4 separate regions of the Mus musculus genome follow, and all the other regions are linked to region 1. Evidence: chromatin contacts called from public Hi-C, HiChIP or PLAC-seq and promoter capture Hi-C data. All regions are on one chromosome and are shown on one strand. Each heading gives the region's core, a stretch centred on a gene start, on an enhancer-like site or on the middle of the called end of the contact. The rest is flanking DNA. Distances are from core to core; before and after follow the strand shown. Region 1 holds the start of Tuba1a (tubulin, alpha 1A). Region 2 holds the start of Nckap5l (NCK-associated protein 5-like). Region 3 holds the start of Kcnh3 (potassium voltage-gated channel, subfamily H (eag-related), member 3). Region 4 holds the start of 9330020H09Rik (RIKEN cDNA 9330020H09 gene).

The links. A called contact is a pair of places that touch in the nucleus more often than the background predicts. HiChIP or PLAC-seq counts read pairs in DNA pulled down with a chosen protein or histone mark. Capture Hi-C pulls out chosen DNA fragments and counts their contacts.
Region 2: a contact with region 1 is called in a promoter capture Hi-C map of adipose tissue. The contact joins the promoter of Nckap5l here to the promoter of Tuba1a in region 1. A contact is called at or near these places in 2 of 115 datasets of contacts at active chromatin or transcription factors (bone marrow-derived macrophages and pancreatic cancer cells) and 1 of 9 other capture datasets (adipose tissue).
Region 3: a contact with region 1 is called in a Hi-C map of forebrain, with 6 times the contacts expected there. The contact joins the promoter of Kcnh3 here to the promoter of Tuba1a in region 1. A contact is called at or near these places in 1 of 484 Hi-C or Micro-C datasets (forebrain) and 2 of 115 datasets of contacts at active chromatin or transcription factors (microglia and pancreatic cancer cells).
Region 4: a FOXA1 HiChIP or PLAC-seq map of pancreatic cancer cells shows a contact between it and region 1. The contact joins the promoter of 9330020H09Rik here to the promoter of Tuba1a in region 1. A contact is called at or near these places in 1 of 39 promoter capture datasets (erythroid cells), 1 of 115 datasets of contacts at active chromatin or transcription factors (pancreatic cancer cells) and 1 of 9 other capture datasets (liver).

Annotation. Positions count from the first base shown.
Region 1 is chr15:98,951,600-98,956,618 of GRCm38.p6, reverse strand. Tuba1a (tubulin, alpha 1A) reads left to right here and starts at 3,118. Exons shown (of 4, transcript NM_011653.2): 1 at 3,118-3,168; 2 at 4,928-5,019. The coding sequence starts at 3,166. It overlaps B430209F14Rik (a long non-coding RNA gene), which reads right to left and starts at 1,286. Exons shown (of 4, transcript XR_875650.3): 1 at 1,167-1,286.
Region 2 is chr15:99,456,305-99,461,701 of GRCm38.p6, reverse strand. Nckap5l (NCK-associated protein 5-like) reads left to right here and starts at 3,954. Exons shown (of 13, transcript NM_001001884.1): 1 at 3,954-4,070.
Region 3 is chr15:99,222,541-99,227,953 of GRCm38.p6, reverse strand. It overlaps Kcnh3 (potassium voltage-gated channel, subfamily H (eag-related), member 3), which reads right to left and starts at 3,362. Exons shown (of 15, transcript NM_010601.4): 1 at 2,903-3,362; 2 at 1,413-1,646; 3 at 839-973; 4 at 1-45. The coding sequence starts at 2,978. It overlaps Gm46538 (a long non-coding RNA gene), which reads left to right and starts at 2,081. Exons shown (of 3, transcript XR_001781769.2): 1 at 2,081-2,807.
Region 4 is chr15:98,563,281-98,568,975 of GRCm38.p6, reverse strand. It overlaps 9330020H09Rik (RIKEN cDNA 9330020H09 gene), which reads right to left and starts at 1,652. Exons shown (of 2, transcript NR_028442.1): 1 at 1,451-1,652; 2 at 1-1,337. Ccnt1 (cyclin T1) reads left to right here and starts at 1,240. Exons shown (of 9, transcript NM_009833.2): 1 at 1,240-1,500; 2 at 3,848-3,929. The coding sequence starts at 1,340.

The DNA of each region.
Region 1 (5,019 bases), core at 1,869-4,368:
AATGTTTGAGATCGCTAAGACTATCCAGAGCTAAGAAGAGCCACCATGCAGGGCTGGGATGTAGCTCCGGGGTAAAGCGCTTGCCTGGCATGCACAAGGCTTGAAAGAAGGGATAAAATGATAAAGTATAGGGCCAGGTTTGAACCTGCAAATAGATAATTAGACTACACAGGCATTAATTAAGATTTTCTACTAATATCTATGTGCACAGAACGGACCTGTTAGCAGCACGCACTATTATATACCTGCTTGTTGATGTAAGTAAAGAGGTTAACAGTAAAATTAAGAGCTAGCAACATGTAAACAAAAATATGGGGTTTTGTTCCCCCCATAGTTTGTATTCTATTAAATCAGGTAAGGGACAAAAAGAACGGACTAACATCCCCCTACTGGTCTCTATTCATATATGTAGGATTTCGGTGTTTAAGCGAATAGTCTATTTCTGACCTAGATCTTAAGTTATTTATGCTCAAGGGGTGAGAAAAAAAAGCCTCTCATTTGCATAAGGGACAGAATGGCTCTGAGTGGTGTGACAAAGAATCCTCCTTTTAATCCCCTGTAAAACAAAAGAACAGAAGACATTTCTCATCTTTTTGTATTATCAAGAAATAGAAATGAATCGCCATACTTGAAAAAAAATTGTGTTATACTTCATCGTGGCTCTGTAGTGTATGCTTTATTATTATTATTATTATTATTATTATTTGATGGAAGGAGGGGAGGCTTAGCTGGTAAAGGCACTTGCTACCACGGCTGAGAAGGTGAGGTTTGTCCCTGGAACTCCCACGGTGAAAGAAGAGAATCTGCTCCTGTAGTTGTCCTCTGGCCTCCAAAGACAAACACACACACACATACACACACACACACACACACACACACACACACACCCTCAAATACACATGCACACCTGCACAATACATGCACAAATGAAATAGTTTTTAATTGTGACGATCTTTTCAACAAGCTATTTGTCAATCCTTATGTTCTCTCCGCTGTTTAATTTTTTTTTTTTTTAATGAAGCACAGTTGGGATTTATTCATTACTATCAATTCTAAACATAAGAGTTAAGAGAGAAGTGATCAGAACAATATCGGAGCACATGGGTGTGGCCTTCTCTGAGAGAGCGCTGACACCATTTAGTTCTTGTTCTTGCTGATATACTTACATGTTAGAGGTAGTCAAGTCATCTCTCTTCCCTCTGCTATAAAATAATGAAGATGAGGGGGTTGTTTTTCCTAGGAAATATGCAAGAAGTAGACAATTCTTTGTTTGTGGGTTATATTGATTTGTTTTGTTTTGTTTTTCTTTAGAAAAGACTTTTACGATAAATTTAAACAAGAAAGGCAGAGCTGTGGACCTCAGGCTAGAAGAACTCATGGCCACCATTGTTAGCTCACAACCTGCAGCTGCTGTGTTCCCAAGGCTCTCCCTCCCACACCAGCGCCCTGCGCCTTGGGAGCCCAGCCGGAATGAATGGACTCCACAGGGCTCGCAAACAGAGCTGCGGGCGACCAAGACTCTGCTACTGAAAGGGAAGCCATCTGTCAAAATCCACATTTTTAGCTCGGTGCCCAAACAAATATCTCTTTTCCTCTAAAATTTCATCCTGCAAATTATCAGTGGTCCGCAGCTCGGAGACTCACTATATAGAGATCTTCCTTGCTGACAACGGAGCCTTTCTACATAGCAAGAGAGTGCCACTGTAATCTATTTCCTAGGAGTGAAAGCAAGGCATTTTTGTCCCAAGGGGCAATTGAGCAAGGACCACAGTCTCTGGCTGAGCAGCCTTGGGGAGAGCAGCTACAGTTCCCACAGTCAGAAGCCCAGCTGCGGAAGGGGCTATTTACAGAATTCAGGGAACTACATAAAACTGCAGCAGGGCTGGCACTGCACAGTTGTCTGGGGATGAAAACATCACAAAATGGTTTCCTTTTATATTATAAAACGCTCCTCTTTTTAATTTGGCATCTCAGTTATTTTTTACTTGATATCACCCCTCCCCCTCCAAAAAAAAAAAAAAGACTGGAGAAATACAAGCCCACACAAAGAGCTAGTTTTTAAACTCAATTCTTTCTCCTTACAGTTTCTGAATTCCATATTAGAAAGGATGGCTCATTTCTAGGGACAAAATAACACAGGCTCTGGGGTGAGGTAGGGTGGGGTAGGGGGGCGGGCACGGAGGGGTGATGGGAGAGAATTACAGCTAAAGAAAGAAAGCTCTCTAGTATTAAGTACTACTTTGTATATTATTTCTCTCTTCTCTTCTTTCTTTCTTTCTTTCTTTCTTTCTTTCTTTCTTTCTTTTTCTTTTGGTTTTTGAGACAGGATATCACACTATATATCCAGGGTGGGCACAAATTAGCTGCAATCCCCGGCTTCCCAGTGCTGGGATACACAGGAATAAACCACTAAGGCCAGTTAAGATGACCTTGAGCTGCAAGTCTTCCTGCCTCTGACTCCCAGGTGCTGTTGAGGTCACAGGCGTGGTCTACTCGTACTGACTTTTGCTCAAATAATAATAAAGAATAACAATAATACAATAACTATGAAACTAAACATTCAGCCACGCCTTTTTGACCACCCCCGTATCTTCTGCTACTTTTTAAAGCAAATAGAGATGTTGAATTCTGACAGAACGTAATTAAATTCAGTATATTAAAAATGAAAAGCTGGAATTTTCCAAAAAGATTCTAAACATAAATTCTGTGATTAAGTGTTGGGAAAAACCTTAGATGATTTTTAAATACAGTTTAAGGTTTAAACTACGTATAATCATCCAACCCCAGTTTTCTTTCTTCCCTTTCCACCCCTCCCCAACTCCACCCCATAATGGATGCTCGGCTAGCTGCCTTTGCACGGCCTTTGTCTGAAGGATGCAAAGTCTACGGATGCTAGGGGGAAGGGGTGGGGGAGAGATTACCTCATACCATGTCGCTTGCACCAATCACCACTCTCCTGTCGCGGCTTCTCTGGGCAGACAGAGGGGTCTGGACCAACAGGAAAAGGCCCTGGCCCATCCCCATGGTGACAGAGCTGTATATAAGGAGCCGCATCCGCCCAAGTGCCGCAGGTTCTCTTACATCGACCGCCTAAGAGTCGCGCTGTAAGAAGCAACACCTCCTCCTCGCCTCCGCCATCCACCCGGCAGCCGCGAAGCAGCAACCATGGTGAGCAAGCCTTCCCCGGCTCTCGGTAGATAGAGGGTGGGTGTCAGTCGCCCCAGATCTGCAAGGAAACGTCTAAGGCTTTGGTCACCTCTGCGGGGAAAGGGTGGTCTCCATGCTTTAAGTTTATCTTAGTCTTTGAGTCCCGCCGCCGCAGTGCGGGACACGGAAACGCCCAGACCGGGAAGAACAAAGGCAGCGCCGATGAGCTAGCGCTGGCAGAGCCAGGGACTGCAGGGGACCACGGGGACCGCCGGGGACGGGTGGGGGATCGAGGGTCCGCTGCTGTAGGAGGGCAGGGGCGGCGGCCGAGCCCGAACTCCAGAAACACCGCCCCACTTCGCTAGGAAAATGTTTAGTTTGCGTCGGATCCATGGCAGCCGCTGTCAGGGAGGCGCAGGGGCGGGGTTGTTTGTCTCTTGCTTCCGTGGCGTTTTGGGAGGGGTTGGTTCTCACTAAGCCTCTTCCGAGCGGTTTTTTTTTTTTTAATTATTTTTATTTTTACTTTAAAAAAAATCGTTGTGGAACTGTAGTCATGGGATGTTTCGTCTGCAGGGCTGTCAAAAATACGATTTGCTTAACGGGGACATCTCGCTGAGGGGGGAGGGGAGCTGGATGGTTGGGGAATGACAAAGCCCACTTTGTGAATCCTAGAGTACGCTGATGGTCAGAACCCAGGGAAACGCCCTTCCCCGCCCCCCACCCCCGCAGACAATGAAAGTAGTCCCTCCACAACAGACGTGTATCTCTATAGAATGAAATATTAGTGGTATGTAGAGATTCATAGGATAAAAATATTATTTTCTACTTTTAAATTTAGCTATCTTTTCACTTGTTTTTTTAAAAAATGTTGGCGCTCATTGTTTCTAACTTAGCCTGCTTTAAGAATATTTCCATTCCATACAGTGGAAAACCTTCAAAAAACAATGGATTTTCTGCAAAGAAAAAAATTATACTCTGCACCCAACCATCTTTTGTTCTAATAAATGTGCACTAATTCATTAATTCAGGCTAATGGCCCCAGCCAGGGTTAGGAGGGACCATGAAAGCAGCACAAAGAGATCGCATAGACAGCTGCTGGAAATAGAGCTTTCTCTGTTAAATAATGTAACAGCACAGGCTAGCACCAGGCACAGAGAACGTGGCAATGCAGAAATCAGACTTTGTCTAGCTTGTCGACTAGCCAAAGTACTGATGGGGTCTGTCTGCAGAAGGGTGTGGCTCCTGGCCTCAGCCGCACTGCAGATGTCAGTGTTGAAATAGAAGGTCCTATAGTGTGAGACTCTTTATTATGTAGCCTAGCCAGAGTACTGATGGGGTCCACAGAAGGGTGTGGCTGTTGGCCCCAGCCGCACTGCAGATGTCCATGATGAAATACCAGGTCCTATAGGATGAAAACTTCATCCTTACTTATCGGGTAAAGAAGCAATTAGTATTATTATGGATAATTATTTTGTTTTACAGAATCTATGCTTTAAATATTTTTCAAATATGAAAGCTGTTCTATTCAAGCAAGGCTTTGGAAACAATGGGTTTGCACCATGTCTTAAGCAGTATTAAGGTGACATCTAGGCCACACCCACTTTTGGTGTTTGTAGTGAGTACTCCTCATTGTTCCTGTTATTAGGGATGTGACTCCAAATAAATTTCAACAATATTTCTATTTTTAGAAACACTTTAGAAATCTATTAAGATCTAAAATAGAAATACAGCTTAATATTATAACAGCTTAATTTTATAATTTTTTTCCCTCTTTCCACAGCGTGAGTGCATCTCCATCCATGTTGGCCAGGCTGGTGTCCAGATCGGCAATGCCTGCTGGGAGCTCTACTGCCTGGAACATGGCATCCAGCC
Region 2 (5,397 bases), core at 2,705-5,204, 500 kb before region 1:
TCAGTCTGTCCAGACTGTGACAACAGCGATCTTTCCAAAATACAGCTCTGAAGCCAAGTGTACTGGCGCACACCTTTGATCCAAGCGCTGGGAGGCAGGCAGATCTCTCCGAGTTCAAGGACAGCCTCAACCCATAGGTCATGACCCCTTTGGGGGTTAAATGTCCCTTTCACAGGGGTCACATATCAAATATTCTGTATAGCAGATATTTACATTACAATCCATAACAGTAGCAAAATTACAGCTACAAAGTAGCAATGAAAATAATTTTATGTTCCTCACCGGAGCATGAGGAACTGTACTAAAGGGATCGCAGCATCAGGAAGGCTTTGAACCCCTGTCATAGGGAACTCCAGGCCAGCCAGGGCTACACAATGAGACCCAGTCTCAAAAACAAAACACAAAATATTAGCCTGATTATGCATCCTACCAGCTCTACCCCAACCCTCACCTAAAACCACACAAGAGTCTGCTTTGCTCTTAGGATACTTCTCACATTGGTACGTCTGCAAGTCATCCCTACTACTTAGCCTGGTACCATATGCTCAATGCCTGGCATAGAAAAAAACGTGCAGTAAAAATTTGGGGGACTAAGCCCAGGACCTCATACATACTAGGCAAGTACTCTCCCACTGAGCAATATCCCCATCTCTTTATTTACTTTTTATTTTGAGATAGGGTCTCATTTAATTACCTAAACTGACATTTGAACTCACTCTGTAACTCAGGCAGGCCTTGAATTTGTGATCTTCCTGAGTAGCAGGGTCCTTAAGCCTGGACCATTAGGTCCAACAAGAAGAAGGGGGAGGAGGAGGAGGAGGAGGAGGAGGAGGAGGAGGAGAAGGAGGAGAAGAAGAAGAAGAAGAAGAAGAAGAAGAAGAAGAAAAGGAGGAGGAGGAGGAGGAGGAGGAGGAGGAGAAAAGAAAAAAATAATTAAAAGATGTGAGCAGATCCATCATATCTTACCAGTGAGAGATTTCAAAGTACATTGGCAATGCTTATTCCTGTTGAGAAAATTAACTGAGCACTAGCCAGCACCTTTCTCCTTCTTAGTAGGAGTAGTAATATCTAGACTGTGTCCTGAAGTTGACCCAACCTAAAAAAAATAGGCAGGTTAGGGTATTCTGAGAAGCTAGTTGACAACCCAACTATCTCTTAATTCCAGGAGTTCTAAACTTGGCCATCTTCTCAGCCAGCACGGCAGCAAAGTGATTCAACGCCAACCTCTGAAGAGGGAAGACACCCAGCGCTAAATGGTCAACCACACAGCATTAAAGCAGAGAATGTGGGAAGGCAGCTGAGTACCCTGATGCCATTGCAGAGGACCAGGGTTAAGTCTCAGCACTCACAAGGTGGCTCACAATCACCCATTATTCAGTTCCGGGAGATCTGAATTCAAATGCCACTGTGAGTAGTGAGGGCGTGGCTTTCTAGGGTCATCATCACTATATACGCAGTTATGCCACACCATCACACGGGTGTGTAAACAGCAGTCTACAGCCCCAGCCCCCAAGAAGTCTTAGCTCATCTTATTACAAACAAGGGAAGGATGTCATTAGTGATGCAGACTAAGAATGGAGAATAATCAATCTTGGGGCTTCAGACTTTTAATAAATTGATTAGTAAAACCGAGTCAAAACGTAGCAAGCCTCACCCAAGAAAATAACCGTGGAGCGCTGCTACAGCTTCACAGCTGAAGCCTGAAGCCTATCAAAATAGCAAGTGCTCCAGGGCCAGCCAGGAGGGCAAGGCCATGGACAAATGCTCTGTCTGTGCCTACTAAATAAGGGTGAGCACATGAAAGAGACAAAACAAAACATAAAACAAACACTCTAAGCCGGGCAATGGCGCGCACCTTCAATCCCAGCACTCAGGAGAGAGGCAAAGGCAGGTAGATCTCTGAGTTCGAGGCCAGCATGGTCTAGAGAGAATTCCAGTACACTCAGTCTCGATCAACCAACCAACCAAACAAACAAACAAAACAAAACAAAACAAAAACCCAACCAATCTAGATGTCATTTGCTTCCAAAAATTCAGTCACCTGCAAAACATTTAAAATAGTTAGAAATACCTGACGGACTTAAGATTTCCATCCCAAGACGCAAGAACCGCAGATACATCATTTGTGTTGGGCTTCAAAACCCTTTGAGGGGAGATTGTGTCTAATTATTGTTATCCCCCCGGGGTCAGCACATTAATCCCTATTCCGTAAATACGGGATGACTGGCCAAGGATTAATCAGTCCTGTAGTGTCCAAAGGCACCCTCAAAGAACATCAAGAAACAAGATGAAGAGGGAGTGGAAGGCTGTGGATTTGGCTCGGCACCAGAGTGCATGCTTGGTGTGTGCATGCATGCTCTAGGCCTGGTGGCACACCTGCGGTCCTGACACCCAGTACATGACACCTGTGTCCTGACACTGGGGGGCAGAGCGTTGGAAGTCTGCCTGAATTGCACAGCGAGACCGGAGGTGGTGGTGGTGGTGGTGGTTGTTGTTGTTGTTGTTGTTGTTGTTGTTGTTGTTGTTGTTCTTCTTCTTCTTCTTCTTCTTCTGTTGTTGTTGTTTAATCCAAAATGACTCCCTTATATAAATGCTCATTCTGTTTTCCAGATAAAACCTCTTGCATTGCCCCCCCCCCCCTACAAAAGAGGATTTGCTTGCTATCCCACTCTGGTAATTAGCTTCTTGCCAATCACTTGTCTTTATTCCTGCCTGGGTCCTACTCAAGTTCTCCATCTTTAGACTCCCACTCTAAAATGCCTTCTTCAGAGAGGACCCCTTAAATGCATCCCAGCCAACCTGACCACCCTACATTCTTGTAGGGCACCCGTTCTTTTACTGGACTAATTTTGCTTTAAGTCTCATTTGTACACCTAAGAGAGAAGCAATATTAATAAAATATACAAAGTGTCCAAAGATACCTCTGAATTCCCCTGTGTGCGCATCCAGGCCAGTTAATACAGTGCATATAGCTGAGGATTATAAGGTATCCACCGAAGGGCAAGGAAGTGTTTAAGGACCAAAATGGAGACAGAAGCTATAGGATCATGACAAGTTCAAGGTCAGCCAGGCCTATATCATGAGTTCCTGGCTAGCCAGAGTTAGAGATCCTGTCTCAACCAATCAGTAACAACAAACAGACCAAGGACAACCGTACTGAGCTCTTAAGTTGCAAAGGCCTGCAAGAGTTAGCTTGTTTCCTCCCGGTTAGTGAAGTGACTGGACTGTACTTTCTTCTTCCCTGACAGAAAGTAGCTAAAAACCAACCACAGTCTCTTTTTTCTGCACTACAGATCTACCTGCCTCTGCCTCACAAGTGCGAGGATTTCTCATGAGCAACCACGCCTGGGTCTGCCTTGCTTCTTAAACCAGCACTGCTTTCTACACATGTGCCTGTTCCTCGCTTCCAGTTTCCAGATTTCTGGGAGGTCCCCGACCTAGAGATGGAAAAGAGAGGCGGGTGCATTTCAGGCCAAGGAGACACTCAAGCCTCTTCCTGTAGATTTGCACCTAACACGTATGCAGCAAATTACAAACACGCTCTCAACCACATACACGTGCACGCCCAGACCCACGGAAGCAGACGCGCATGCCCGTGGGCCCGCGCAAACCTACTTAGTTTTCTCTGTTCTAAATGCCCCGGCTCCAGTCCCACTCGGCCGGGCCTGGCATCCCGATCCCCAGCACCAGGAGCACCGGGAGCACCGCGAAGGCTTTGCAGGTCAGCTCCGGCCTGAGGAAGAGTGTTTCTCCGCAGGGGGGAGGGGAGGGGAGGCCCTGCCCACTCGGGCGGAAGCGGCGCGCGCCGGCCGGGCAGACTTAGCTCTCGTCCTGGGAACATCTGGATAGAGCTGGGAGGGGCAGGCACCCAGGCTGAGCGTGGATTGGCTGAGCGGGAGGAGGGAGGCGGGGTCTGGGCGAGGGGCGGGGCTCATTGGCCCCTTTAAAGCCTTGACATCAAGAGGTGGCTCCGGTACCCCCCTTTTCCTGCACCCCCCTCGCCCTCCCGCCCCCGAGATGCGGCCATGGACCCTGTGGACCAAGCCAGTCGAGCTCAGCACCTGATTTCGGTAAGTTCAGGCCTGTTTGGCATTTAACGGGCTGAGAGGTGGGGGGCCGCACGCCCCGGGTGGGGGCCGCGGAGTGTGGAGTGAAAGGCTCTCGTGGCAGCTTTGGCTGGAAGGGGCAGCGAGCGAGGCTTCCGGCCCACACCTCGACGCCTGCCGGTCCCTCGCGCTGCACTCTCCCAGGAGGGGTCCTGTTGTGACTTTGTCCACCCCCCCACCCCACCCCCTCCCGCCCCCTGCGCCATCCTCGCGCACACTCGGTGGCCCCGGAAGGGAAACTTTCGGGAGTGGGGGGATGTTCCGGTGGCGGGTGTCCCTCCCTCTTTGAAAGCACTGACCTTGCCCCCACTGCGCATCCCACCCTCCCCGTATCCCACGGTCCCGGTAGCGTTTAGCGGTGCTGGGTTGCGGAGGGAGGGGGCTCTCCCCAAAGCGCAGGCGCAGACTGCAGCCCGGGGCACCCCTTCGCACTCCTTCCAGTCCCTGTGGCCCGGGGCTGTAGGGCGTGGGGGAGGCGGGGAAAGGCGGAGTGACCGGGTCTTGGGAACCACCCTGCTGAGGCTCTGAGGGGCTGTGGGAAGAAGGGAACCCGACAACCTGCATGCTGAATAGAGGCTGAGCGAAGGAGATGGGTTGGGCTGGAGTAAGGGACAGGGCAGCCCCGACTGAAAAGGTTTCTGGGTTTGGGCTGGGGTGCTGAAAAGAATGCAGAGAATTTATTTGTGCCTGACATTCCCTTGGTTTAGCAGGCCCAGGAGAGCGGCAGTTGGGACCCCAACTCCCTCTTTTTATATCCTGGGCGGAAGGCCCCTCTTGTCTCTCTAGCCTTGGCGCTGTCCCAAGGGCACAGAAGGCCTTCATCTCCTAAGCCTGGTTTTCCAGAGGGCTCACATGAACCCACCCAGCCTGCCCAACAGCTGCTTTTTAAAGACCGCCTTCCTCAGGAGCTGGAGGTTTTAGGCTTGAAGGCTTCCTTAGGTTTGGAGGCAATCTTTGATTTCCCTCTCCGCCAACTCTCCCGTTCTCCAGTGGGCCCTCCTGCTTAAACACAATTGTCAGCCAGAGGAAGTGGTTGGAGACAGAGGCCGGCAATCAGGACTGGTTTGAGGAACCATGGGGAAGGAGTCTCTCACTATTGTGTGCTCAGGCCTCTGAGGGGAAGTGAGCATTGTACAATTGCTTTGTTGTAGACCCTCTTCAATCTTACAGGACCCCCCCCCCTCCCAATCTGGCCTGAAAACCTGGCTCTCAGATTTTTAAAACCCATCCCTAGTGTGTGAGCAGAGTTCCTTGTATTCCCACATAGATTGTTTGGTTTTGTTTCCAGCAC
Region 3 (5,413 bases), core at 2,113-4,612, 270 kb before region 1:
TGAAGCCTTTGGATCCGGCCCGACCATATCGGCGCCGGCCACCGCCTACAAGAAAAGAGGGTTCTGTGACAGTAAGCTGTAGGATCCTGGGCACAGGGTATTAGTTGTTAGTCTGTGAAATGATCTGGCTCGGTGACTCTTTTGTCTTTTCAGAGTGAGGGGTTAGGCATTCCTCTTGTCATCAGATCACTTGTCAATCGGAGCTGTGCGGTCCTAGGGTTCAGCCACACAAGAAAAGAAGTCAGTAGAGAAAGGCCTGGGAAATCTCTAAGAGAGTTTCAAGATGCAGAGACCGAGACCGTAGGATGCCATCAGCAGAGGTGCAGTAGGATGCCGCCAGCAGAGGTGTGGAAGCTCAGAGGAACCCACACTGAAGACTGACACCAGCAAACCCCAGGGCTGAGGGAGGGCAGAGCTGTGGCATGGACTGTGTGAACAGCATCTCCAGACAGTGAGGAGATTTTGGACCAGTGTCTAATGACAGTTCTGTGACTTAGAAAGCTTGCCCCAGCCCATGAAGGGGGATCCACTGGGTCGTCCCCCCCACTCCCCAATCAGGCATGCTGTGCTGAAAGAAGTCAGGTGAGTAGTTCTGCCTCATTCGTCAGTGGGGAAGAAAGGGTTCCTGCCGCAGGTGAAGTTTACTTGACAACTGCAACTTTGTTTCAACTAGCCTATTAGGATAAGATTCCCATCCCGGGACTAAACACACAGCAGCGCAGACTGAGCGGAGCTCAGTGAGGACAAGTGGGCGCCTGTAACCCACACTGAGTGTCACAGACACCCCTGAGCCTGAGCCCAAATCTCTGCTTCTAAATCAAGGAGCCAGAGCACCCACCTCTCTCCTTCCAGTTGTCAGGGCCTCCTCGGTTCTTGGTCTCGCTGATGTCCTTGTGAGAGACCAGGAAGAGGGCCACCTCCCCCTTCTCATTTTTTATAGGTATCACATCCAGGAGACACCAGAATGGAAGCCCTAGGCAAAGAGACAGACTTAGCTGCCTTCCGTTCTTACCTTGCCCTGCCTAAGTTAAGAACCCCTTGGACGGTCCCTGGTAAGAAGCTAGCAGAAACGGAGCTTCCTGGGGAGAGAGCAGCAGTGTGGGCTCACTCAGGACAAGGCTTCGGGGAGCGAGGGGAGCAGACATGACTGTCAGACACGACTGTCAGACACACTGACATGGGGTGGCTCCCCTCCCCCTTCTGAATATGAGAAACTGGAGATTGGAAGCGAGTGGAGGCTGAGACCAGCAGAGGAGGAGGAGCCCAGGACAAGAGGTAGAGGCAGAGAAAGGGGTAGAAGGGTGGATGGGTACATTGGAAGATAGGAAGAGAAAAGAAGAGAGATAGTGAGAGGATGGATGCCCTGTCCAGCATAGTGACACTGAAGGTAAATTGGTGCCACGGTGCCTTACCACTCTTCCGGTACAGGATCAGTTCAGCCTTGAATTCTTTGTGCTCATCTAGGGCCTTTCGGATCTGTTGGCGGACCAGCTCACTGGTGTCTGGCCCATAGAGGAAGGAGCAGGCACAGCCCCGCTGCATGACCTCAGCTCTGGAGAAACCCGTGAGGTCACAGAAGCCATCGGAGCAGTAGACCACAGGGAAGAGCCCCGCCACCTGGGCGTTGCCCAGCACGAAGTTGCTGTCTGCAAGAGAATGCGAAGGGCACCTTCACCTACCAGCCCCGCTTCTCAAACTACTTGCAAACCCCACCAAAGCGTGGGGTTTCGTCCCCAAAGGAAGCTGTGTATGCTGGTCATGACCGGTTCATGAATGAGGCTTAGCATGCACACCTGGGTATCGGTGTCCTCAAGGGAGGGTCCCCAGCTGAATGCATAGGAGTGCATGAGAGGACCATGTCAGTGCGGACTGCTGAACGCAGTCCTGTGTAGGCACTGCTGTGCAGTGTCCTGAGCAGTCTGAGTAAGGGGTGGGGCTGGAGATTTCCAAAAGACTGTACCACCTGCTCTGGGCCCACCTCGGCTTCTGCCAGGTTCATCCCTTAACTAGATAACTAGGCTGGCTGTGTGGCTCCTCCCACGGAGAACCGCTTGGTCTGGGAAGCAGGCCACCATGCATCCGATGCCCCGTTCGCTGCACACCCTGGCTCAGGGACTATTGAACGCCATCAAGAATGGCGGTGTGTGGATAGTGGTTGAACAACAGAGCCTGGAGCCAAGAATGTATTGGGGAGTGAGGGGTGCTGAATCAGCAGGCTTCAAGCCCAAAGCAGATGGAGAAGCCTGGGGGGTGGGGGAGCTCTGTGATGAGTTCCTACAGGCTGTCTACAACAGGAGGGAGAACGCTTGTCAGAACTGGGAAGCCCCACTGGAGCGAGAGGGGGAGGGACCCTGTTTTCACGACTTCCCTGTGTTCAGAGCCAGAGGAACTCAGAATCTGGAAGCTCAAGTTGCCTTTTCCAAACTTCCCCAGTCCGGATGTGAGTCTCCCGAGCTCAGAGGAGCTCAGCTTCTTTGGGGCCGGGTGGGCATTCCAAGCGACGGGTTTAGACTGTGCGATACGCTTGCAGACACAGTTCTCTGCTGAATCCCGCCTACTCTACCTTCCTTTGCAAATCTTATTTCTAAATCTGGGCTCTGTGAGCCCTCTGCGCTGTCCACCAGGACTGGTTCCGCGCTTCACCCGACTCGGCCTTTGCAACCGCGCCAGGTCTGAGGATAAGACAGGCTGGATCAGATTGACTCATCCCGGTCCCGCACCTAGGGACATCTTACAGTATTGACCCTGAAAACCTCCGGGAAACCTTCACTTACTGGAAGGAGAGAATGGCCCTAGCTTCAAGAGGGGTGAGGAAGGGGATGGCTGGTGGGCACCAAGCAGCAGGTGGCAGTTCCGACAGTGGATTACTGCCCGGAAGCTAGGGAGCTAGGGCCTGACTCACGCGTCCCGTCGAAGCGGGTGGCGATGGTGTCCAGGAAGGTGTTCTGCGGCGCCAGGAGCCCCCGCATGGCCGGCATCTTAGGCGGCGGGGGCCGCCCGCCCCATCCCTCCGGGGCGCGGGGACTCAGCGCCGGGGGAGGGCGCCTGGCTCGGCCGCCCCCCGCCGGGCCCCGCGCCCCCTAGAGTAGCCGTCGGGGGGCTATGCCCGGCCCAGGCTCGCAGGCCCCAGCAGCTGCCGGCGCACAAGGGGGCGTCCGCACCGTCGGGGCTGGGCGCATGGCGCGCGCGCGACCCCTCGCCGCCCACGGATTCCGGGCTGCAGGCCCCGCGGCCACCGCGCACTCTGCACCTTTGGTCCGCCCGCGGCTCCTGTTTCTGCAAGCGGGGTGGCTCCCGCTTGGGCTCGGCTCAGCGCCGGGTCCCCGCAGCTCCCTCCGTCTGTCGGGGAGAAGCGGCAGCCTACCTCCCGCACCGCCGCCTGCACCGGGGTAACCATGGAGACGGGGCACACCCAGTCAGGGCCGCCTCCTTAAAGAGACAGGCCTCCTGCGGAGGGATCCCCCTCCCCTGGGACCTTGGTGGGGGCAGGGAAGGCTGCCGCCCCCTAGCGCTGCCAGACTCCCTAAGGCGAGAACCCGGGCCGGGTGGGCTCAGCCTGACAGCCTCGGGCTTCTCTCTCCTGCAGAGGGATCAGAGGAAGGCTTGGGGGCGTGAGCGTGTGTGAGTGTGTTGTAGATGTGTTTCGGAACGAGAATAATGTCATGAGAACGGGAACTGGCGACTAGGTGGCGGGGAACGTCCAGTAGTTGAAGGTTTGGGGCCCCCGGGGAGCGCTGACTATGCAGAGTTCTCTAAAAGGGAGGCTTCTGAACCTGTTTTTCCCCCCGGGTTCAGTCAAGCCTTTCCCGGATGCGGCTCGGCTCCCCTGAAAAGTGGAAGCAGGAGCTGAGGAAACCTGAGGCTAGAGTGAGGTCCAGATGCCTTGGGCGAGACCCCGGAGCGCAGAGGGCGCATTGGGAAAGTGAACTCCAAGCCCTCCGCTCGCCCCACGCATTTCCTCAAGTTTCTGTCGCCGCGGGAGGGTCAGAGGCTGGTCCAGGAACCCTGTGTGTGCTTGGCTAGCCCCCCCCCCCCTTTAGTCGCGGAGTTCGATTCTCCCCGGAGCCCGCACCTCCAGCGAGGAGGCGGAAAGCAGGGGCGGACGGCCGTCTCCTGTCCCTGTCCCCGCGCGCCGCGACCGTCCCCGCGGCCTCTCCTGCCAGCGCCGCTCCTCCTCCCTCCTACGATTTGCCAGTGAGCGCGGCTGCCGCCCGCGCCCAGAGAAGCCGCCGGGGCCAAAACTGCAATTTGCTCTCCAATGGAAGAAGCCGGAGCTCAGCACTGCTCCCCTGCAGGAGACACACCCACTGCCACCAGCGTCGGAAAGAGGAGTATACCCTGCTCCAACTACCCGTCAGCAGCTAGTAAAGCCCAAGCTCAAGGCACCTGTATTTAAATGAACAGGAGCTTTGGGAAGAAAGGGAGGAAGTCCCCCCCTCCCAGTCTGCTGCACCCTGAAATCCAGCTCCCAGGCGAGCCTGAAATGTCCGCAGATATGGTTCCCGACTCCTGATGGGTCAGGGCTAAAGAGTAACCCCTCCAGTCCTCGCAGCAACCTTCTTTCCAGGAGTTAGATAGCATCCCGCTAAACAGAGGAATATTTTAAAGCTCACTTTAAGCCAGGGCGAGGCTGTTGTTGAAAGCGTCATCTGCAGAACTCGGCTAGCCGAGCCGGGTTTAAGTACTGCTCTGAACTCGCTGTCCAGGAGATAATCCTTTTCTTGTAAGACAACTTACTAACATTTCTGTGATTCAGTTCTCTTCATCCGTGGAATGGAAATAATAATAACTACCCCTGTGGGTTCTGAGGAAGAAATAAGGAGGCATATATACCCAGGACAGTGAATGTGCGGCACTTGCTTCATGCAAATGTTTATTGTCTGATTTTGAGTCTCAGAGGGATCTTGAGAAACGCCCCGGGGTAGTTATTTCACAAAGGGAGAAGAAAAAGGAAGGAAGGAGAGAGAGAGAGAGAGAGAGAGAGAGAGAGAGAGAGAAGAGGACAAAGTCGGGGTTCCATCTACAACAGTCCCTGCTCCCAAAACACCTGAGTTGCATAGACATCACTGGTCCTCTGGGGTGGTCAGGTCTAACGGGTCCAAACTATATCCTCGAGGTCATGTTTAGGCTTCCAGATCAGTGACCTGGACTGACCTGGGCTGGCTTGCGGAGGTCAGGGAAGCTAGAGACCTGGGTTTAAATCGGGCGGAGTAGTTGGGGTTGGGAATGACTGAACTTCGTATTTCCCGAGGCAAGGAGGGCTCTGTGCTGAATAAGTGCTCTTCTCGGATTCCCCTGCTAATTTAACACGGAAGCCGTTCCTATTCACCAGTGAAAACACGAAGGTCATGGACCTTGTCTGAGACACACTGCTTGTATTAGCGCCATTCCGGTCACTATTTTGGTAAGCCTG
Region 4 (5,695 bases), core at 403-2,902, 390 kb after region 1:
TTACAACCTCACAAAGTGGACCTGGGAGTGAGGCCAGAGCACAAATTATCTCTTGATCTCCTTCTTCTGATAATCCTCCCCAATGCAGGACACAAATTATCTCCTGATCTCCTTCGCTTGATAACCTTTCCCTACGGGGTGGGTTTCCTAGAACTACTGACCTGACGCGCAGGGGAGCTTGCATAACCTTGGGCCCTCCCTGACTGGATGTTTGGAATCTGAGCCTGCAAGCTTATCGCCTTCACTGACAAAGAGAAAAGAATGCAAAAGAAAAAAGGCCTCCAGACCTAAACGATAAACGATCGGTGGTGTCCTTGAGCGTGGCGGGGTGGTGGTGCAAGCCTTTAATCCCAGCACTCGGGCAAAACCCGACGCCCCTCTGAGCTCCAGGGATGACAAAAATAAGAAAGGAAAGAGAGAAAAAGACCCCTTTACCCGGGGCTGGAGAGATGGCTCAGCGGGTAGGGGCACTGACTACTCTTCCAGAGGTCCTGAGTTCAATTCTCAGCAACCACATGGTGTCTCACAACCATCTGTAATGGGATCCGATGCCCAATTCTGTTGTCTAAAGACCACTACAGAGTACTCATATACATAAATGAAGATAAATAAATCTTTAAAAAAAGGCCCCTTTACCCCCCCCCCCCAAACACTCAAACGAAGCTCAGTGGCGTTGATTTTATTCCTTCCAGATGATTGGCCGCAGTGAAACGGGAGGAAAGGCTGCTACAAAATAGGAGAGCGGTTTCCAAACGCGCCGGAGTTCTCCATGCCGGAGCTAAGAACCCAGGAACCTTTTAGTGGCTTTCGCGTTTCTGCACGGGGCAGGGCCACTCACTGTCTCGTCCTTTCTCGGTTTTCTGAGAGTCTCGCCTATTTCCCCTGCCACTTTTTCCGTAAGCCCGGTGTTACAAAGGGGCCTCCATCACGCACGTCCTCGGAAACTACCCAGCCAAGCGCAGCGAGCGTTAACTAGAGGCCCGCCGGTGAGGCCCCCTTACCGCAGTTCTCGCGCGGAAAGACGAGACCTTTAAAGAACGACGTCAGATAGTCCCGCCCACCTGGCGGTCACACGACCGGATCCTGCGTCCCGGCCGCCGGTCCGTTCTTAGCCGCGGACTGGCTGTGGATTCGTCTACGGGGTGTCGGAGGGGTCATTCCGGAAGTCGGCGCTGGAATCTTCGGCTTTCTGGGCGGAAGTGTGTCACAACCTCGGTGGTCGCCCCTTGGAGGAAGTTCGTCACGTCGCAGTAGTCTCGGCACGGCGGATGTGTGTCGCCGCTCCGGTGACGCTGGGAAGTGCTCGCAGCCCCCGCCGCTGCCTCTTGGTTGAAGCACTATGGAGGGAGAGAGGAAGAACAACAACAAGCGGTGGTATTTTACTCGCGAGCAGCTGGAGAACAGCCCGTCGCGTCGCTTTGGCGTGGACTCCGATAAAGAACTCTCTTACCGCCAGCAGGCGGCCAATCTCCTCCAGGACATGGGACAACGTCTGAACGTGTATCCTTTCGGCCTAGGCCATCGGCCTCGGAGTGCGTCCGGCCATGCTTCGACGTCCGGGCCGGCGACGCTGGTGGGGACAGAAGCGGGTGGGGTGGTGGCAGGAGCTGGGCGTCTAAGTTGGGAGAACCCACAATGGCGCTCGCTGGCCGAGCCACTGTTCGCGCGAGGGAAGTGAGGCGGAGTCAATTTCCCGCTCGCTCACCGGTGCCACCGGCCGGGCTGCCGACTCGTACCTCTCCTGTCTTTGTGTTTTCGCTGCTCCTTCCCAGCCCCCGTCCTCTGGATTCTGCCCTGTTTTAGTGGCTTTTGAGAGTCTTCTTTCTGCTGTGACCTAAGGCTCCGTTTAGGACGTTTCGCTATCGACTCTGCCTCCCCAAAGTGTATAAAAAGGGTTTCGGGAAATTCTGTACGCAAAGGACTTATGAAGGTGGTCTGGAATTGCTGCCCCAGTTTTGGTTCCAAGCCCGTTTCTCTCACTAGCTGGCTAACCTGTCAGATTCTCGTTTAAAACAAAATGTCCCAATGTCTGCCACCACGCTTGATATTCAAACGTTCTAGTAGCTGTTTCATGGAATTTAAGAGGAAAAAAAGATGTCAACTTAGGTTTGGGGGGAGGGGATATACAAGTTGGTATGCTTAAAGTAGTTTTCAGAATATTAAGTCCTTGCTTCTTTGGGCACTAGTGATAGTTTATTCATTAGGTTTCAAAATTTAGAGGTAATGTAGTTTAGTGATTTCCCCCCTCCCAGTTTTTCTTATGAAAATACAGTCTTGTGGCAAAACTAATAGTTTTAAAGTTCTTTCCGTTGTCCATATATATATATATTTTTTTTCTTTTTCTTTTTTTTATTTTACTTCCACTTATGTAGCATTTATTTAAGAGTGATGCTGAGGGCTAGGCCTGGTGTCCTGTGCCTTTGATCTGAGCTTTGGAGAAGTAGAAGCAGGCCAGAATTTCCATGTAAGACCCTGTCTCCAAGAAAGAAAAAAAAGTGCAGAGTTTAGGTCTCTAGTGTTTTTAAGTCTGAAGGTTGTATGTTGTATAGGTGTTCTCTTTATTGCCAGTTGTCTCCTATTGAAATCCAGTTTCCCAAGCATTTGGTCAGTGCACGATCAAACCTCTCTGAGTTTCTGTCTGTGTTTACGGCACCTTTTAAATGTGTGTTTAAGCTTGCCGCCATCATATTGTCACTTCTATGCAGACTGTTGCTGAGGTCTGTGGGAATAAGTACTCTTACGTTTTGGGGAGGTTGGAATGGTACCCGTACAAAGGAAGGCAGGGGTTTATTTTCAGTGGATGACTATCAAATGGTTTCAAAGGTTTTATACTTCAGAGGTCATGTAATATTTCCTGAAGGAATCAGAACTAAGCAGGGTGTGGTGGTGCGTACCTTGAATCCCATTGCTCAGGATGGGGAGGTGAGCAGATCTCTACTTCTGATGCCAGCCTGGTCTACACAGCACGTTTTAGGACAGTCAAGGATTCATAGAAAAACCCTGCCTTGAACACTGCCCACCCACCTCCTCACCTCCCCCACGCCCCCCCCCAAAAGAAAGTAGAACTGGAAAACTTAATTATTGAAGTTTAAGAAGGTGAGAGAGAGAAAAGTTCCAAGAGCCTAGTAAGGGAAGGCCTGGTAAATATCCTTAAAAAGTTATTTTTTGTGGGGCTAGAGAGATGGCTCAGCAGTTACAAGCACTTACTGTTTAGGCAGGGCCTATATGGCAGCCCACAGTCGTCTATAGCTGCAGTTGTAGGGTAATCTCATGCCCTCTTCTGACCTCTGTGGGCACCAGACATGCCCTTGGTGCACATACATAGAATCAGGCAAATGCTGATACACTTTAAAATTTTAAAGTTATTCTTGGCCTGACAGAATGGCCCAGCGGGTAAAGGCACTTCTCGTCAAGCCTGGTAGCCTGAATTCCATCCCTGGGACTCGGGTGGGAAGATAACCGACTCCTGCAAGTTGCCCTCTGACCACCATACTCATGCTATGGCCAAAAGTAAATGTGATGAAGTTGTCCTGAGCTAAAGGATCGTCTTTGCAGAAGGCAAGTGACAGGACAGGAAGCCTGAGGTCGTATGCAGCTTTGTTTGTACTGATTTACAACTTGCTACTTGTTTTGTTTATTCAGTCAGTAAGTTCATATTAAGTACCCGTTAGGTAGAGCACATGTTGTCAATTGGCAGTTAATTTCATTAGAGAAGGAAACGAATCTGCTGTTGGGTTGGAAGAGTTAAGTTTTACTCCCCTGTGGGATCATCTGTTTAGCTTGGCCATTTGTTACTTTGGGGGGAGATTATATTGTCTGCTTCTGAACCTTAACTCGAGCACTTCAGCTCACAACTGACGATCAATACTGCTATAGTATACATGCACCGATTCTACATGATTCAGTCTTTTACACAGTTTCATCGATATGTAAGTATAATTTTCTATGGTGAAATCCCTTTGGGTTTGAGTGTAGCTGCCTACTTTATGATTGGTCGTTGTTATTGAACTATGATTTTAATTTTAGAATTTAGGGCTCGTTATTTTAAAGTTAGAAAAGAAACCATGATTTAAATATAGCTTTCCGAGTAAGAAGACAAATGTAAGTTAGGTTTTGCAACATTTTTAAAAGTCTTTAAGAAAACATGTTTCAAATTTAGGATAAAAAAGGACTTGGCTTTATTTTTGCCTGTGTTTGGGTTAGGGAATGGTAAGAGTGTGTGAGTGCCCTCAGAGGCTAGGTGAGGACATTGAATTCCTTGGAGCTGGAGTTACCTAGGTGCTGTGAGCCACCTAAGTGGGCACTGGGAACAAAACTACTGAGCCATCTCCAGCCCAGATAATACATTTTGAGTTGTCTTGTTTTGATGCTAACAAACTGAAGAGAAACTGTGAAGCTAGATATAATTCCTATAATGTAGGAAATTGGCAGGCAGGTTCAGGAGTGACAGGGAACTCTTGATCTGTAGTAAAGTCTCCGAATTTTGGGTGATTAGATTAGTCATTTTGACTTTTTTTTTTTTTTTTTTTTTTTTGCCCTTAGCTCCCATAGTTCCAATTAGCCTTTATTGAGGCTATTTGATAGCACTGAAACAGAAGTAATTAATGAAGAATGAAATTAAAGAGGAGTTTCCTAGTTGTCTTAGAAATTTTGAGGGTTTTCTACATTCAGCTCTCCTTTTTTTAATCCTTTTTCCTCTTCCTCCTCCTCCTTTTCTTCTTAACTATGTACTAATGGCTGCACTTGAACTATATAGTTCTGGCTGGCTTGAATTTCCAAACACTGGCATTATGAACTGGAGGCACATGCCTGACAAGTACTTTTTTTTATTGTAATAAAGACTTGAAGTCTTAAATCAGGTTGTTCAGTGTGCATTTAAGTGTTAGCATATATTTCCCTATTTAATGACCTACTTTCTTATTGCTTTTGTGTTAATCTTGGTCAAGACAGACTTCTGATTATTTCCAAAGTACCTGCAGTAAACTGGTTGGATTAATGACCTGATAATTATTTCTTTACAGAGACATTCTTTTGAATATCATATCCTTTGTTTTTATTTGTCTCTTGTTCTGAAACAACCTCACTATGCAGCCCTGGCTGGCCTGGAACTCAGAGATTCACCTGACTCTGTCTTCTGAGCACTGAGATTAAAGGCAAACACTGCCATAACTGGTGTCCCAAGTAGTTGATCTTCTTTAGAGTATTGTTTTTTTAGTATATTCTGGAATTGGCACACCCTCTTTACAGAACATTAATAGGTTGAATTTAGCTGTGATCAATTAAAATTAGATTTAAGAGGGCTTAAAACCTGGTGACCTTGATGTTAGGCCTGTGAAGCCTGCTCTTGCAGATGTGTGTGTGTGCACATATATAGTGTACATGATGTGTGTGAGTGCAGTTCACACATGCTGTGGTGCACATATGTAAGTCAGAGGACATGTTTTGGTTCTCTTCTTCCTCCATAGGGTCAGGTTGTGAAATTTGGGCAGTTGCACATCAGATAGCTGAGCCATCCTGCTAGCCGCCGTATGACTTTTGATTTATTTATTACAAATATAATGAATTTGCATAGTAAAAAGTAACAATAGAGAAATGTGTGTATTGAAAGCTCCCCTGTGCGTGTAGAGGTAATCATTGATCAATATTTGACATGCAGTATCCCAGGCCTGCTTCTGTATATGAACTAGTGTGATTA